2 separate regions of the Zea mays genome follow, and region 2 is linked to region 1. The links are chromatin contacts, called in public Hi-C maps. All regions are on one chromosome and are shown on one strand. The core of a region is the stretch at or near the end of the contact, and the rest is flanking DNA. Distances in the headings are between cores, read along the strand shown. Region 1 holds the start of LOC100277352 (putative calcium-dependent protein kinase family protein). Region 2 holds the start of LOC100285573.

What was found. Hi-C and Micro-C count contacts between places; a contact is called where the count stands out from the background.
Region 2: a Hi-C map of leaf shows a contact between it and region 1, with 5 times the contacts expected there. The contact joins the promoter of LOC100285573 here to the promoter of LOC100277352 in region 1. A contact is called at or near these places in 8 of 25 Hi-C or Micro-C datasets (bundle sheath, ear, endosperm and 4 more).

Annotation. Positions count from the first base shown.
Region 1 is chr1:85,176,054-85,181,398 of Zm-B73-REFERENCE-NAM-5.0, reverse strand. LOC100277352 (putative calcium-dependent protein kinase family protein) reads right to left here and starts at 2,055. Exons shown (of 8, transcript NM_001150943.1): 1 at 1,950-2,055; 2 at 636-1,342; 3 at 183-326; 4 at 1-88. The coding sequence starts at 1,329.
Region 2 is chr1:85,305,722-85,310,656 of Zm-B73-REFERENCE-NAM-5.0, reverse strand. LOC100285573 reads right to left here and starts at 2,773. Exons shown (of 6, transcript NM_001413611.1): 1 at 2,471-2,773; 2 at 2,182-2,279; 3 at 1,223-1,789; 4 at 178-1,127. The coding sequence starts at 2,260.

The DNA of each region.
Region 1 (5,345 bases), core at 806-3,305:
TTTGCGCTGTCCGAAATCATGTGCCACTGGTCTGATTCAAAATCAAAATGCCCATTCCGCACTTTGTCAAGTACTCCTTCATGTGTATCTGGTACAAAATTAAATGGATGACTTGAGCACATCCAGAAAACGGCAGTGAAAGAAAACTTCAAATAGTCAAATATCATGTCTAATTAATTCACCTGCCCAAAATGGTGGCACGCCACTTAGCAGTACATAGAGTATCACTCCAGCTGTCCACACATCAGCCTCTGGTCCATAATGTTTCTGCAATACTTCTGGAGCAATATAATACGGGCTTCCGACTGTTTCAGTAAAGACCTCACCTGAAATTTTGCAAATTCTGTATTCAGGGGAAAAACTCCAGAATTGGTGCATACTTCCATACTCCGGCATAAATCAAAGGTGACTAGATGTGAATCGGTCAGGGCAAAAACTATACAAGGAGGAAATACTATGCTATACTGTTATGCTCTGTGGAAGACACAAGATAATTAGCAACACAAATAAAATGTTTCACTCGCGGACAACTAGAAGGACATACTGGGTTATGCAACATAGATCAAAACATTAGCAGAATATCATTACTTGAGAATTCAAACAGCCTGATGGCTTGTTCTAAATTGATATACTACCTGGTTTGAAGAACACGGAGAGACCAAAGTCGATTACTTTTATCGACAAATCATCGTCTTTATCCTGTAAGAGGAAGTTTTCTGGCTTAAGATCCCGGTGCATGACACCAAGTGAATGGAAGTTCTCTATGACGCCAACAATAGTCCTTATAAGATGTGCAGCCTTCTGCTCGCTGTAGTTCCCCTTCTTAATCCGGTCATACAGCTCGCCGCCTTCGCAGAGCTCCATGACAATGTGCACGGCCTCCTCGTCCTCGTACGCGTCCTTGATGGCGACTACATCCTTTTGCCCTGAAAGGTAGCGCATTATCTGGACCTCACGGCGCACGTCTTCAACATCTTGCATGTTCCGGAACCTTGTCTTCAGGATGGACTTGCATGCGAACTGACACCCAGTGCTGGTCTCGGTGCAGAGGTAGGTGGTCCCAGTGAGACCCTCTCCAAGCTGCCGGCCAAGGGTATAATGCTCTGTGACATTAGGAGTCTCTCGACCAAGAACAGAGATGGACGTTAAAGTCTGCCTCAGTCCTTGTCGCATAAGGTCTGCTATGCTCGGTCTAGATGGCCCTGTGTAGCAACCCTCAGTATCGTCCCCATCACAGTGCCTAGAAGCCAGAGGCTCCTTCTGAAAGTGGTTGTAGCTGTTGTAATTGCTCCCGTACCCGTAGGTTCCATTTTGGCATTGGTTTCCCATTAATGCAACTGCACTGCAAGACGCAAAAATACAACTTTAAATAAAAACAGCGACATCGATAAAGAAGTTCTGCGTCAAAACAAGAAAACCTACTGCTGCCTGCTTTTTTCTCACCCCAACATATGTACCTGATCAGAACTCCTAATTACAGTACAAGTAATAAATACTGCACCGTAAATTTAAGCCAAAAATTTATCATAAAAAGGAGCGAACAACAGAAGACTTGTAAATTATAAACAAACAAAAACTAGTACTGTTGCCAACTATTCCTGGCTCCTCTAAGATATTTGAAGCGACAATTCCAAAACCTCTGTATCAGTTCCACCGTATTCTATAGCTTAAACCGCCACCCAAATTTAGGATCTTCTACTACAGTGTCCTTGGCACCAGAATCCCCGGTCCAAGAGTTACTGGCACCGAAATTCGCCCCGCGAACAAAGATTCTCACCAAATCCTGCCATGGAATGCCTCCTACTAGAGACCTCGGCGACTCCCCGGACACGGCTTCTAGTTTCTAACTCCGAGTCCTCGCCGAAGTAGACGAAATCCAGAGCCGACAGCGCGCGCACGAGGTGGAATGCGGGTCCATGAGGACCGGAAGCGGCCGTGAAGGATCTTACCTGACGCTGCGGCCTCGATCGGAGCCGCGAGGCGGGAGAGCCGGGGGGAGGGACCGTCGCCAGAATCCCTGCTTCCCCAGGGGCCTAAACGCAAAAACGAGAGGAGGAGAAAAATGGAGATGGAGCACACTGCGCAGCAGCCGGAGGAGGAGGAGGGTGTTTTATACTGGGTGGTGGACTGGGTGGGGCCCGTGGGGGTAGGACGGGCCGGTTGAGTGCCACGGCAGCGTGCGGCGTGGATGACAGGTTTCGCCGCGCTGGCCGCTGGAGGCTTGGTAGACGTCTGCGATTTTCCATAAAGGACAAAAGGCTCGAAATCAACGGCCTTGGATGGTAAAAAAAACTCCAGATGCAGCTACAGTGCCCAGCGAGAGAAAAGTTTTTGCATCTATAGTATACCTAGGGTACTCTGTGAGAGACCTAGGGTTTATTCTCCTCTCGCGAAATACAGTTGGAGCCGAACAGACTCAGCATTTAACATATGTTCTATCAATACAAATCAGTGCTCATGAGAGTTTTCTTTGTTTTAAAAGTGATATTCAAGAACCACAATAATTATAGGTTGTTGTGAATCTTCATGAACCACATGCGAATATCCATTAGATTCAAACAGTTTCGTGTCAATATATGATGGTGGTCGAGCTGTTAGCACTTTTTTGACAAAATAAGTGTAACCAAAATTCTCTTTGCTCAAAAAGACTACAACTATTTTAGATGTTTCGGGTTGATTGTTTTGTTCAGAGCAATGCTGACAGGGTTCTTTTATCCCTAGCCAGAGGGTAATCTAAGAGCATCCCCATTAGTTTTCTAAAAAAATGCTTCCGAAACTTTGATTTATAAGTGATTTCACGGTGTGATTGTTGACAAAAACATGCTATTGGGAGTGCGAAACAACTACCCAAGTTTAGAGACTAATAGGAATATTTAAAAAGCTTGTATATTTATGGACCTTATTTAAGGAACTGTTATAGCATGATTTTTGTTTATTAACACCCTAAATTAAATTTAGTGGGTTTTTTGGACAATTACTGGAGATGCTCTAAGCCATCATAAACAAAAACAACAACTATGATTAGCTAGATTCTTATGCCCTATGTGGAAACAACCTAGTTTTAAGAATCCAGTTTTTATCTCTAGTTTTTGGAAACTGATTTATAAAAATCTGGTTTATGGTGTTTGCAAGTTGGAACCACCTCAATTTTCATAAAGTGGTTTTAGCTAGGGGAGTCTAAAAAACTCAGCTGGAGAGGGAAAGACTGCCCTCCCGGTATTATATTAAAAAGAGACCGAAACAATGGTCCCGACCGAGAAAATCGTTGAATCCTAACCTCCCATCACTAACGGACTGGCGTCAACCGTCTACTCTGCAATGGCTCAACCCGAGGGCACGAGACATCGTGACCCTAGAGCGAATAGGGCACAACGAGGGGATTTTTTAACCAAGCCTGAAAAATCACTCCGTACTCTGAAGCTCTTAGCCATTAGGCTAGAAGCCCTTTCGCTTAGCTAGGGGAGTCTAACTTCTTGGTTTTAAGAAACTGGGAATCCAGTTTCTATAAACTGGAATATAAACTGTTATGTTTGAAACCACTTCAGTTTTCATAAACCAGATTCTTAAAAAACGGGTGCTTCAAGACATGCCCTTAGTTGTATTGTTATGATGCATACAACTTTTGTGTGGAGTGTGAGATGCGCTACGTTATGAGAAACCACACACATAAATGAGACGAGTTTTCAACTTTCAAGACAATAGATAAAACTTAGAGCTTTGGTACGTAAACATCCATTAGGTTTAAATTGATCTGTGATAAGATATGATGATAGTCCCAATTGTTAGCAATTTTTAATATGTGTGTAGGCAAAAAACTCTTTCCTCAAAAGACCAACTGTTTATGTGCTTTTTTCTTAGTTGTTTTGTTCAAAGGAATGTCGATGAAGGTATTTTTTCTTGAGAGTGCATTGAACAAATGTAAACAACAATTATGCATAGGTTCATAGTTGTGTGTTGTGTTATACCAATGTCCTTTTTTTCTTTGTGGAGTTTGATACACATAACACACTTACGGTAAATCATACATGTGTGAAGAACGTAACAAAAAGGTAACAATGAACATACAATTTTATAAGAAAATATCTATTAGATTCTTATCTTAGTGATTTGCTTTGAAAATTAGTATCTAATGGCACTGGATATTGCTTTGGTTTTATTTTTTTTGTTACTTTTGATGGTTGTCGTCGACTATATGGTTTGGAGCAGTTTGTCTCAATTGAACCATTTAATTGAAGATTACAAAGTGCTCTAGAGTTGGTTGTGTCGGGCTATTGAGTTCATTCCCCATTATAGAGGTGAAAAAATACTCTACTACCTCGTTTGGATGTAGATATTCAATACTGGAATTGGGAATTGAAATCAAGATTTCTGAATTCTGTTGTTTGGTTGTCTGATAAATTCAAAGCTGGAATTAAATCTCAGTTTCTTAGAATTGGACTTTAACAAAAAAGTGTCTCTCCCAATTCAAAGCCAAGACTCTTGGTATTGGATGGAATTGCAATCCTAGATACATCCAAACAACAAATTTGTATTGAAACTCATTTCCAATACTAGACAGATTTGGTATTGGATCCAATTGAATTCTAACATCTCCAATATCTACATCTAAACGAACCCTAGTTGAATTGAGATTTGGATAAGCGTATTATGATAGAGCCAACTTAGAAACCAATCCCTTAAGTGGAGGAGGTGACCTTGGCCCGTTTGGTTCAGTTTCTGGGGTGCTTCTTGCCACCAGAAGCTGCTTCTTGGAACCAAACACCTAGCTTCTCAGGCAGCTTCTCTAGAAAGCGCTTAGTCTAGAATCTCCCATTACACACGCCCTCTGAAGCGGGCCAGACACGACATCCGAGAGAAGCGGGTGAGATTCTCGTTCATTGGCCTCGACTCTACAATTCTGTTCATTTGAAGCGTCGGCTTTTGTCCAAATGTGTTTTGACTAGTACGACATTTTGATGTTTTGTTGTATTTACTGTAGAATCTGACATATAATAATCCGGCTAGCCAAACACCTATATTCTAACTAGCAGATTCTCTCCACAGCCAGATTCTATCCACAACCAACTTCTCAGAAAATCTCTTCAGAAAAAATAGATCCAAACAGACCCCTTGTGTGGTTAAGTCTTGGTAGAGATGTGGGGATCGTGAGGGTTATCGCAATATTGACATAGGTGGCCTACAAGCGACTGTCTTCTTGTTCGGTATTAATCACCCTAAACTTGTGTCTCACTTTGTGCTTTTATAATTCATAGTATAGAGACATTAGGATTGTCACCTTATGAAGCAAACCAAGTTAGGGCTTGTTCGGTTAGCTCTCAATCCATATGGATTGCGTGGGATTGGGT
Region 2 (4,935 bases), core at 1,524-4,023, 130 kb before region 1:
GGTAGATTATGTAATCTAGATACCTAGATTATGATAATCCATAAACAGGACAATAGGTGCTCATATAGTACATAAGCTGGATTATATAATCCTGGAAGGAAACAAACATGGTCTAAGTACCAATACCAAGTGCACAAAGGGGCGCATGTACATTCGATATAGGCAAAGACTTGTTACCTGTTGCAGGATCTGTATTCCTATGCCAACAAACAGTGCATGCTTCACCCCAGGCTCAAATAGGTCGGCCCATCTTGGACCTTTAGTAACTGCTTCAGATGGATGCATCATCGCAGGACCAGCAGCACGTTGCTCCAGCAGTTCCTTAGAGTAAAGAGCTGGTTGGCTCACAAGAGCTGCAGCCTGGATGAACTCACCACCAGGAGGAACATCCCCGCCTGGTAATGACAATATAGAACCCCTGTTGCCTTGTACGCCCTCCTCATGCAAGTAAATACGCTGGAAGCCACCTTCCTTTTGCCCATCTTCGCCCTCTCTCTCGGTCCATTTCCACGCCAACTGCCATCCTCCGCCAATGCCCATGCTGCTTACTGCCTCCCCTCCCTGCAAGCTACTGCTCCTTCCCACAGCACCCAATATGCTACCATGAGGTGCAGCGATCTCCTTTCCTTCCACACTTGTTGCCTGACGAGAAATAAGTGGGCTTTGGAGGTTATCCTCGATGTCATCGCCACCATGATCCGAAGCATAATCTTCACCTTCCCTTTGACTCTCGGCGTCCCAGTCAGCTTTCACCTGCTGCTGGTCGGCAACACTAAACATGCTGCCAAAGTTGGGAAACAATGTGCTCCTCATGCTCCCCATGATCTCAGGCATCTTTTCATGAACACTTCCGAAAAGAGTGACCATAGGATCCACGAGGGGCTTACCCTGACTAGCCGCCATACTCCCATGACGAGAGATGAGACCTAACGCGCTTCCAAGAGCACTTTGTCCCCGAACAGGTCGGGCAACCCAAGATAGGCCTTCTTCAGGTCCATATAGTTTGATCTTCTCTGGATCTGGAGCCAGCCCTTCATCAGCAAGTTCATCATCGGGACCAATTATGTATTCTTCAATACGTGTATCTTTACCGACCCCCAAACCTTCAACTAGAAGAGCCATCTCCCCTGTAAAATCAATCCAGACCAGCATGAGCACTCATCAACAAAACTGCAAAGAAACTACAACTGCATTAGAATTGTCTTTTGCAAAGCCAGCAAACCTGAGACATCTTCTCTTCCCCGCAGCCTTTGCAACACTCTCTTCGCCTCCGCCATCCTTCCTTTGCTCACAAGCCACCTTGGTGATTCAGGCAAGTAGAAGACAGTCAGTCCAAAGTAAATAAGTGACGGGATCGACAGAACTCCAAGCATGAGCCTCCAATCAGGTTTGGGCATGAGGGACATCCCAAACACCATGCAGTAGGAGAGGAACATCCCTCCTGACCCACTGAACTGCGGCAACGTGTTCAACAGCCCACGAATGTCTGTCGGTGCAGTCTCGGAGATGTAGAGAGGAACAAGTGTGACCGCCAAACCGATACCGAACCCATCAATGAGCCTTGCGAGGAGCAAGATGTACACACTTGGCGCCCAAAGCATCACCAGCCCACTGACGAAGTAGAGGACAGCCGAGGCGACCAGCATGGGCCTCCTACCAACGCAGTCGGCCGCTGCCCCGGAGAACGTCGTGATGACTGTTGCCCCAATGAGGGACATGGCGACGATGAGGCCCTCGATCAGAGGCTCGCTCTGCAGGTTGAATTCCTTCTTTATGTACAGGACGGCTCCTGGAAGAGATCAGGCATCAGGTCAACAGGGTCAGACCATAGTCAAGCTATCTGTGTCAGTTCAAAATTTTGACACGTCTTGACTTGGATGGCAGCAAGTTTCGGAAGAAGAGATCATGCATGCGTGGTGGACCCACCAATTATTTGATCACGTTAGGAATCGATTCGAATCGCTAGAGGAAATCACCCGCTGCCCATTAAATTTGCGGTTCGAAGAGTAATAGCAAAATTATTTCTGCTATGACGCAAGCAATTCGAGCAAACGCAGCATGATCTCGACAGGAATCCCAATAATTGCTACTGTACCTAACATGGACCCTAGCGGCAAGCACAGAAAGATATCTAGGGGACACAGCATAAAGAGATTTATAACATTCTCTATCGTGAATTACCAGCAATTGTCGCATTGTCCCAGCCCTGCAGCAAGTTGCCGATAGAGGCCGCGATGGCGACCATCACGGCGCCCCCCATGGCCGCCGGAAATCTACGCCTGCACAGACACACACCACGCACGCGACAGCAGCGTGCGTCGTCAGTTCATCATACATCACCATATCATACCAGATCCTGCAAACCTCCAGCAGAGGAGACGAGACGAAGAACAGACTGCGCTCGGAAAGAGCCAGGCTACAAAGAGCAAATCGGGCTCGAAGAGAACCAAGCAGCCTACGAAGAACGCACCCCAAGCAGGAGGGCTCTCGCTTACCCCCACTCCGGCAGCGGCGGCCAAGGTTCGTGATCCCCGATCGGGCGCGGGGCCTTCTTAAACAGCGGCGGCGGGTGGTGAGGTGGCCAAACTGGAGTAAGCGCTGCGGTGAATTTTAGCAACGCCGCGCGTTGGGGTTGGAGAGCGAGGGGTGCGGAGCAGGGCAGAGCTGCAGAGGCAGGCCGTGCCGCCGTGGTAGTGGAGTGGAGGGGGGGTGGGATGAGAGCGGAGTTTTGGGTGGGGGGATCCTGGTCACCAGCTTGTGGGCGTGTAGAGAGGGAGGGAGAGGCAGCGCCTTGGTTTTTTCTCTATCCAACGGCACCCAGACAGCTAGCCTTGGTGAGGCTGAATATGGGGCCATTGTATGCGGGGACCAATATCAGAAGGTGTGTTGAACTAAACATGGCGTGTCAATCAGCGTGCAGAATGTCTATCGACAGGTGGGCCAGGCAAGGGAGAATTATTAACTCCTGGATCCAAGCTAACCTCCGGTATGCACTTCGATTTGGGATGGAACGGCTTCCATACTGGTTTACCGCTGGCACAAGATATTTTAAAAAATTCCGAACGGTAACTAAATAGAATTAATATGCTTATGGAAAATGCTAGTTAGTAGTTACCTCATACAGATATAGGGCCTGTTTTTTATTATAATCTACTAAGATTATATAATCTAACCTATTTTGAAAGATAACTTAACTCAAAATATGATTGAAACAAGCTGAGTTGAACAGTTTGTAGTAGCACTGAACAGTACACCAAACACACTGGATAGAAGTGTGCCCTCTAGCATTTCAATTACTCATGGGTGTGTTTGGTGTACCATTAGACAGGGTACCCAACGAGCATGAAAATGCGTATGTGATAGATCAAGCACTCACCGAACATGTCAGTCTGACATAGGATATTGCACATTACAGGATACTCACAGTGGTATGCAATTATACACTCGACGACTGTACCCACTAGATATGTTCGGTGTGGGCACTGGATACCATATACAATAATGGCTAGTTCTAGAAACTAGCCGTTGGAGATACGCCAATATGCCTATTGTATTGAGAATGCAAACATCGAACATGTTTGGTGTCCCCAAAAATGTTGAGTGGGGTGGTAGCGCCTAGTTTCATCCATTGGAGCTATTTAGGCCCCCACCTCAACTTCTTGAGATGTGCCATCCCTTCCAATAGCTGAAGCATCCACTTAAAAGTGAGGAAGGCCCTTTACATAGTGAGAAGATTAGATAAGTGATGATTACGTGATTATTGACCTCATTACTGCATAGAGAGCCTAATGCTTTTGTTGTTACTCTTGGTTATCAATATCACCTAGACGATTTGGTGATGATCAGAAGTGTGGTGATCGCCTAGTGAGCTTGTGACTCGAGCATCATATACAGTTATGAGCGGTTCATTGTGTTACAGAGGCACATAATGTGATATCCTGGTCCAAGGCTTAATAGGATTGATAGAATACTTATACTAGCAAAGTGCATCTTTTTCGAAAGGTTATCTCGAAAGAACCTCTATGTTAAGCGTGTTTGTCCCAAAGCAATCTTGGAATGGATGATCGATCGAGAAGTCTTCTTGGGTGTGCATGTGTGAGGACAAAGTGCGCACAAAAGACCTGTATTGGTCTGTAGGGATGGTCTATGATTCTAGAGGGTTGCCAGAAGTAATTACTGTTGGTCCGGGATGAATGGGGTGTTACAAATGGTATTAGAGCCGACCCTTGCGCTTTCACGAGCGTGTGTGGGCTAGGGGTTCAGGCATATGGTGCATGGCGCATGTGGACCAGGAGTGATCGCATGATATGGCATATGACAACGTTGGACACACAGACGTGCCCGAGAGGGGAGGTTCCTGGCTTGGCGTTGATCGACGAGGACGTCGGGTCCTCTAAGGGGATGGATTATAATTAATAGGATTGATAGAATACTCACACCAGAAAGGTGCATCTTCTTTTTCGGAAGCCTATCTTGAAAGAACCTCTGAGTTAAGCGTGCTTGATCCAAAGCAATTTTGTGATGGATGACCGACATGGAAGTCTTCTTGGGTGCGCTTGAGTGAGGACAAAGTGCGCACAAAAGACCTATGTTGGTCTGTGGGGATGATCTATGATTCTAGAGGGCTACCGGGAGGAATTACCTTCGATCTAGGATGGACGAGGTGTTACATATAACGAGCACTTGGTCCTTACATGGACCAAAGTGACTGACACCCTTTATGCGTGTGCCCCAACAAGGATTAGTGGAGAGTGATTACTCTTCAATACATCGATGAGTCTTCTAACCCTTGATCTACTATACATATTTATATTTAAGTAATTTACTTCAAACATTTACCTTCTTAGAATTTCTATGCTAGTATCTAGTTACAAATTAGGGTGTAAAACTCTTTGTCACATATTAGACACTTGGATGAAGTTAGGCTTGCGATTA